Linked DNA regions of Bombyx mori: region 2 is linked to region 1. Evidence: chromatin contacts called from public Hi-C data. All regions are on one chromosome and are shown on one strand. Each heading gives the region's core, a stretch centred on a gene start, on an enhancer-like site or on the middle of the called end of the contact. The rest is flanking DNA. Distances are from core to core; before and after follow the strand shown.

What was found. A called contact is a pair of places that touch in the nucleus more often than the background predicts.
Region 2: a Hi-C map of whole pupa shows a contact between it and region 1, with 1.8 times the contacts expected there. The contact joins two enhancer-like sites. A contact is called at or near these places in 2 of 7 Hi-C or Micro-C datasets (both in whole pupa).

Annotation. Positions count from the first base shown.
Region 1 is chr23:7,773,028-7,776,558 of ASM3026992v2, reverse strand. The region is part of intron 1 of LOC101743140 (early growth response protein 3); the gene reads left to right. The region is part of intron 2 of LOC110386322 (a long non-coding RNA gene); the gene reads right to left. Among protein-coding and RNA genes, the nearest start is that of LOC110386322, 11 kb to the right of the region's middle. Within about 2 kb of position 1,453, at least 8 of the 8 cell types and tissues checked have open chromatin away from gene starts, as enhancers often do.
Region 2 is chr23:7,947,283-7,950,643 of ASM3026992v2, reverse strand. No RefSeq gene overlaps it. Among protein-coding and RNA genes, the nearest start is that of LOC101743282, 14 kb to the left of the region's middle. Within about 2 kb of position 2,068, at least 4 of the 8 cell types and tissues checked have open chromatin away from gene starts, as enhancers often do.

The sequences.
Region 1 (3,531 bases), core at 204-2,703:
AAATTTAATTAAAAAGGTAATAGTGCTTTTCATTGTAGACAATATTTTCTGCAATTAGAATCTGAAAAAATCTCTGATTAAGGGAATTTTATAGCAACTAACATGAGAAGTCTAGTGAGAACATATGAGGATTAATTTTAGACAAATCACAATTATGGTTTTTTATAAAAGAATAACCAGCCGTGGTTGAATCTTTGTTGTAAATGGTCAAAAATTAATATGCGACCAACCTGATATGAAAAGCAGTCACCACCGTCCACGGACATTGGTAGCATTGGTAACACCAAGAGTACAACTAGGCTAATGATTATAGTATGAAATAAATATGACTTTAAATTTAGAAAGCTATAAAGTATCTACGAGTTCTTACCTGACCTTTAGTACATCCAAAGTGTGAATTAGACAACGACATCTAGATTACTAGCGCATTATAGTAATATTGACAGTTTTTGTTTTGTTATGGCGCTGTTATAAGAAACGGCCTCGGAGTTAATGAATGAATGGGCCGCCCACGGTTACTTCATTCATGCGGAGCCCTGCGTGGTCGAGCTTGCTCTCAATGACGACTTGCATCGCTCTTGCCACACACGTTACCCCACGTCGAACCTTTTCACACACACAACTTCTCATAAACACTCACGTGTTTACTTTACTTATAAGTTTAATTTTCTAACTGGTACTTTGCAATAGGACTTGCCGTCTAAACAAATTAAAAACTTTAAGTCACCTGTTTCATTTATTTATTTACAGCTGATATTCAATAAAATAATGTAATATTCTACATAATATAATGTAGTAGAAACGGTAGTAAGTTCTGTCGAAAATTGAACACCGTTATGTGAACAATGAAGTATTTTTTAACATCAACAGTTCCGACCAAAATTTGCAGTAGGTAGTTATTAGTTAATTAATATCTAAAATAATTCTCAAACACCGATAGACTTTCTAAATCTTACCGCTAATGTGTTGAACCTAATCAATAAAGTCGACGGATCTACTCTCATTAAAATAATATGACGTATACAGAAAAAGGCAGACTACAAAGACTAATATTGATGCTGTCGAGAAAGGTTATACTCGTACAAATAGCAAAGTTCAAGCTTACAAATACCATTGTTCTAAGGAAGCAACTAAATAAAACGTCTAAAATATTTACCTACTTCAAAATGTCAGAAGTTCATCAAATTAACGATTAAATAGAGAAATGTCTACTTTACGTACCCAAACGCAAATGAATTTACGCAACAGGTTGTCTGACAAATGTCACAATCAATAACAAATGACAAAGTTAACGATGAATAAATGAAACAGCGGTAAAGCATCAGTGGAGCCAGTATGAATGGTCTTACCAGGGGTGCTACGTGTAATGGAATGAGATGGGGGGAAATAGGCACGTGTTTCATAGTCATGGCCACGGGATGACGTCCGACCTTTAACAACGCCTGCGCGGTCCGTGGCGCCAGGTTCAAGGACGACGCATCGATCGCGCTTAGTGACACTGTGTGTGGAGCCACGGTCGGACGCTGCTCTTCACCCTGAATGAGGAAATCGATGCGACTACCTATTTCATTGTCAGGGCCGATCGTGAATCTGCCCGATACAGATCCAACACGTATGAAAAAAGAGCACACCGAAAGTTCCCGTTTAAAATTATTTAGTGTTTACCCAAAACTATATTAAGTTAAATCAATTTAAATTATAGGTTATCTTTAAATTTTTATTTTTTTAACATTTCAATTAATGACAGTCACGCTCTGAATTAAATATTATTCAGCTTAGGATTGACGTTTGCATAACAACAAGAGCACATTAATTCTACTCGAAATATGTACCTTTAAATTAAGTTGACATTTGATGACACATAAGAAGCTGCTGCTGCAATTGTTGATAATTACAGAATTATTAAATTATCGAACGTACTCGAGACTTCTATGGTTATAAAAATGTTTTTTTAAATAATTTAAATAATTTACAACCTTTTCAGGATTTAATACCTCATATTAAATTGTTCGTTAAATAAAAATCTAAATTCTTCTTTTTCAGTAAATTTATTACATTTTAATATTAAAAAAATATAGGTATATGCATATACAAGTATATACATATTGCTAAACTAATCGTTTTAAGTACTGCAAGTATAGAAAGTTTACAAACGTTTTTTTTTTTAAATTTTAAATAATGATTTATCTACAGAAAAAAGAATTATAACACGCGAAACCACTCGTACTTCTTACACGCTGTGATTGCGAGCGAAATTGTCGCGGACGCGTGTCAAATCACTTCTCGCCCACGACAATCTGCTTGCATTTTGCATTTTGCAAATTCTCTATATAAATCAATGAGGTATCACTTTGATGATCTTTTTTATTCTTTTGACCAACTCTATTAAGCAGATATGTGAAATTGAAGATACTAGTCTAGGATGTGCTATTAGTGTATATGGATTGATTTAAGTCTAACTGGTGCGATCGCGAATGCATTATTGAATGAGATTTCGATCTTTGACTTTAATCGCCAAGGAGGATGAAATTGTGATTTCATTGAGATGTTGTCCAATGTTTCTGTCAAATGTTCAATTTTCTACCTATTCGTACCGTCTCAAAGACGCCCTACCACCGATTATATTATAGTTTAAACGAAAATAGCATAACGAAATAAAATTTTATTAAAAAAACTAATATTAAATTTTCGTTTCAATTTTAAGCTCTCTAGGAGACATTAGTTTAACTAGAACCAAATAATATTGCATAGATATCTTTGAACTAAACTATAAAAAGGTTCGTAATAAAAGCAGCAAACATATACTATTGTGTTACAATTAATCAAAGTGCTTTTTAACACAGTGCTTTTTACTGGTGGTAGGACCTCTTGTGAGTCCGCACGACTAGGTACCACCACCTTGCATATTTCTGCCGTGAAGCAGTAATGCGTTTCCGTTTGAAGGGTGGGGCAGCCGTTGTAACTATACTTGAGACCTTACAACTTATATCTCAAGGTGGGTGGCGCATTAACGTTGTAGATGTCTATGGGCTCCAGAAACCACTTAACACCAGGTGGGCTGTAAGCTCGTCCACCCATGTAAGGAAATAAAAAAAATAAAAAACACCAGCAAAAAGTCGACAGTAGCAAATCCCATCCCTCCTGGCACACACGCCTGTCTTGGTGAAACTGGAAAAGCCTTCGTGCCACCAGTAATCGTTCTTTCATAATTAAATGTAGCACTAATAAAAATACTTACTGCCAACATAACAATTTCAAACAGTCGGTTTGTTTAATGTAGTAGTCCGTATGAAAGTCTGAGTACAATTTGATATGTCAGAGTTGCAACTATATGTACCTATACATAATATACACTACAGTGTACAGACCATTCATGAATTCCGCGGTAACGACATCACAATCGGGCGCAGTGGGGTGGGGACAAAAACCTGCACAGGGAGGGAATGGGGTGCCTACCCATTTATGAATGAGGCCGTACGTCATCGGTATCGATCGCTAACACCCAGTGGCCCCGAATAAGGCTACCACACA
Region 2 (3,361 bases), core at 819-3,318, 170 kb before region 1:
AATCGTAGTAGCTAATGCGGGTGAATGTACCTAAACCAGTTCGTAATTAAGAATACACTTATATTAATTAAAGCGTTAAAGTTTTCTTCGGCCGTTGATACAATTTGAAGAGTCGCCTCATGTTAAGTGAACACTCAAGTCACTGAGTACACCTGCATGATTATCGACATCACCTCGGAATGTATGTGGAAAAAAAATTACTACTTTAACAAATTACTAACTAAAATACCTTTTTTTTCATTTCATTTACTTTAATTCATATCATTTGAGTCACAAAACCTAATATTAAACACTACTAAACTACTAACACAATACTAAATTAGTTAGTATAACGGACAATCTCATAGTGAACTTTTTTGAGATAATCACAATGACCACTCACTGCTCACATTCTTCAATTTACTACATAAACAAATAAATCTTTAGACAATAATGCTCCTTTCCACCACCCACAATATATTTTAAACATTCTATCTTTATTTGCAAACAAAAGACCTGATCCCCAAAAAAGACCAACGTACTCGTAAGACAAGAATCAAGTTGAAAAAACATAAATAGTTAACGTCCGCTACCTTCGTCTCGAAGCAAAAGTATTATTTTGGCGGTAGCTATCATACAACACAACATATTTAGCAGATGCTTGATTCTCGCTTACAACATTTTTAAGATAAGATTGCATGTATTATATAAATACAAGCTCTGAACAATAACATTCGGACCGTCGGTCTACCGAGCAATAATAATACGTTAAGCCCCCCAAAGTATAAATAAACTGTACTTAAAATCAGTGATAGATTTTTTCTTCTTTAATGTTAAAGTTTAGTATTTTATACGCCTGAAATTATTTCGAACATTAATTAGTACGAATAAGATGCTGGTGACAATTTTTTCTTACTTATTTGTTTATTTCCAGACTAACTCGTCGTGGCCTAAAGGATAAGACGTCCGGTGTATTCGTATATAGCGATGCAACGGTGTTCGAATCCCGCAAGCGGGTAACAATTTTTCTAATGAAATACGTACTTAACAATTGTTCACGATTGACTTCCACGGTGAAGGAATAACATCGTGTAAGAAAAATCAAACCCTCAAAATTATAATTTGCGTAATTACTGGTGGTAGGACCTCTTGTGAGTCCGCACGGGTAGGTACCACCGCCCCGCCTATTTCTGCCGTGAAGCAGTAATGCGTTTCGGTTTGAAGGGTGGGGGCAGCCGTTATAACTATACTTGCGACCTTAAAACTTATATCTCAAGTTGGATGGCGCATTTACGATGTAGATGTCTATGGGCTCCAGTAACCACTGAACACCAGGTGGGCTGTGAGCTTGTTCACCCATCTAAGCAATAAAAAAAAAATTGTACGCCTGAAATTATATCGAACATTAGTACGAGTAATACGCTGTTGACAATTTTTTCTTACTTATTTGTTTATTTCCAGGCTAACTTTTTAAGCTGTCAAAGTACTAAATCACATCTATTTAATGTACCTATACATATTTATGTTTATCTCCTTCGTAAGTTTCGAATATAACTACTTCATCTAAAAGCCTCGATAATTAGAACTCTGTCACACTCAAGTGTCACGACGGAGTTTCTTGTGAGGCTGACTCAGGTCAAGGCAATTATTTTTGTTGATTATGTTTCAATAAAGTGATTGTCGTCGAGGCCCCGGCTCAGGGTTGAGCATTATCTCCAAACAAGGCGGGTCACTCAAATTATAGCCAAAGGTGACCATTAGTGCTATTTTAACCTCTTATTTTAAATTTCACGACTCGAACAGGAAACATTTGTCTTATATTTACAGCCGAAATGGACGATTATGTATGCAAATTATTATTGGACGAATAGAATTATGCTGGCTTTGGCTCTAAGCATCGTAGCACATGCATTAAACATGGTAGCCGATAAGATGTTTTATCATAGCGGGAAGTGAGAGGTTTGATAGGTCAAATGAAAGACAATAAGCTGTACGTATTGGCAAATGCGAGTTGTTTAGTGAGGCACGTGCGGCAAGCGGGGGCGTTTGGGTTGAATGGAGACGCGTGATTCACTGCGGCCCATTGAGACGCGCGTGCGCATCATAACGCCTCGAAATCCATTCAATGCCACTTAAATCGTGTTGCAATCTACTTGCGAACCTTCCATTGATGAATACAATTGAATGATACTCTCCATCTTCTTGTGACATCTATCACAAACATTAAGTTAACGTACACCCCGCAAAGACTATTTTGTTTTTTCCACAAAAATAATACTGCCTAATAAATAATTTAGAACTTTTTAATTCTACTAGCAATGGATTAGATTTTGCATTTTGTTTTTGACAAATCCTCACCGAATATTTATTATTTCGACACAAACAAAGTAGGTATTTATACATTATCAGTCAATCCGATTTATTAAATTCATTTCAATTGACTCGAAGACAATTTCAAATCGTGGATTTACTGATAGCATTTAAAAGCGCAGGCAATGTTTAGTGAGCGGGTTATTAATTTTACATAATGGCTTCGTCCACATTTAAGTTACTTGACGAAAATTATGACTACGGACCTTCAACGAGACGCCATTGAATTTTAAAATGCTTAACACAAAGCTCAAATGAATTACGGCATGCTCACGGCTCACAATAAGAATTTAATTATAACGTGTTTGTTTTAATGACTCTTATAAAACATTAATTTTATTGTTCGAACATAAACGCTGTTTCGTAATTGCATTATGTTTGTTTCGCAACACAGGTAAGCTAAGTTACACATATTATTATGGTAGTCCTTACGACAAGCAACATAAGTAAACTTACAATCAACTCCAAATACGCTACAAAGTAATGTCGCGACAAATGGAATCTGTATCAGATAAGTGAAACTAGCAGCTACCGATATATTTACAACAGTGGATTTGCATGGAGAAACGATCACACGTTGGAAAATATTCTGCAGACGACCGACCTAATAAGGAGCTTCGTATAGTATAAGCCACACAAAGATAAACTATAGTTTAACAATAAATAGTTTAACAAGCCGCTCCAATATGTTTACAGTTTAAGTATTTAGCAGATAAGAATGTAGAGACCGTCGGTTCACCACTCGGTCAGGTCTTTCGCAATGCAAATAAGAAACGATTAGATCTGTCTGTGGATAATCTAGCTTTATTTATTAACACCTGTTGGGAGGCCAATCCAATATTCATATTTCATGACGAGAAACAACTTTAATGATTGAAATGAAAAGGTTTCTCATAAATTGTGATTTGTTTGTGTAATTCCATAATAGTTAAGAATAATAACGTTAGAATATTTTTGTGTCTTGTTATCTTTAAGAGCAGCTCGATGTACGTGCGGGTATGTTGCTCATTGA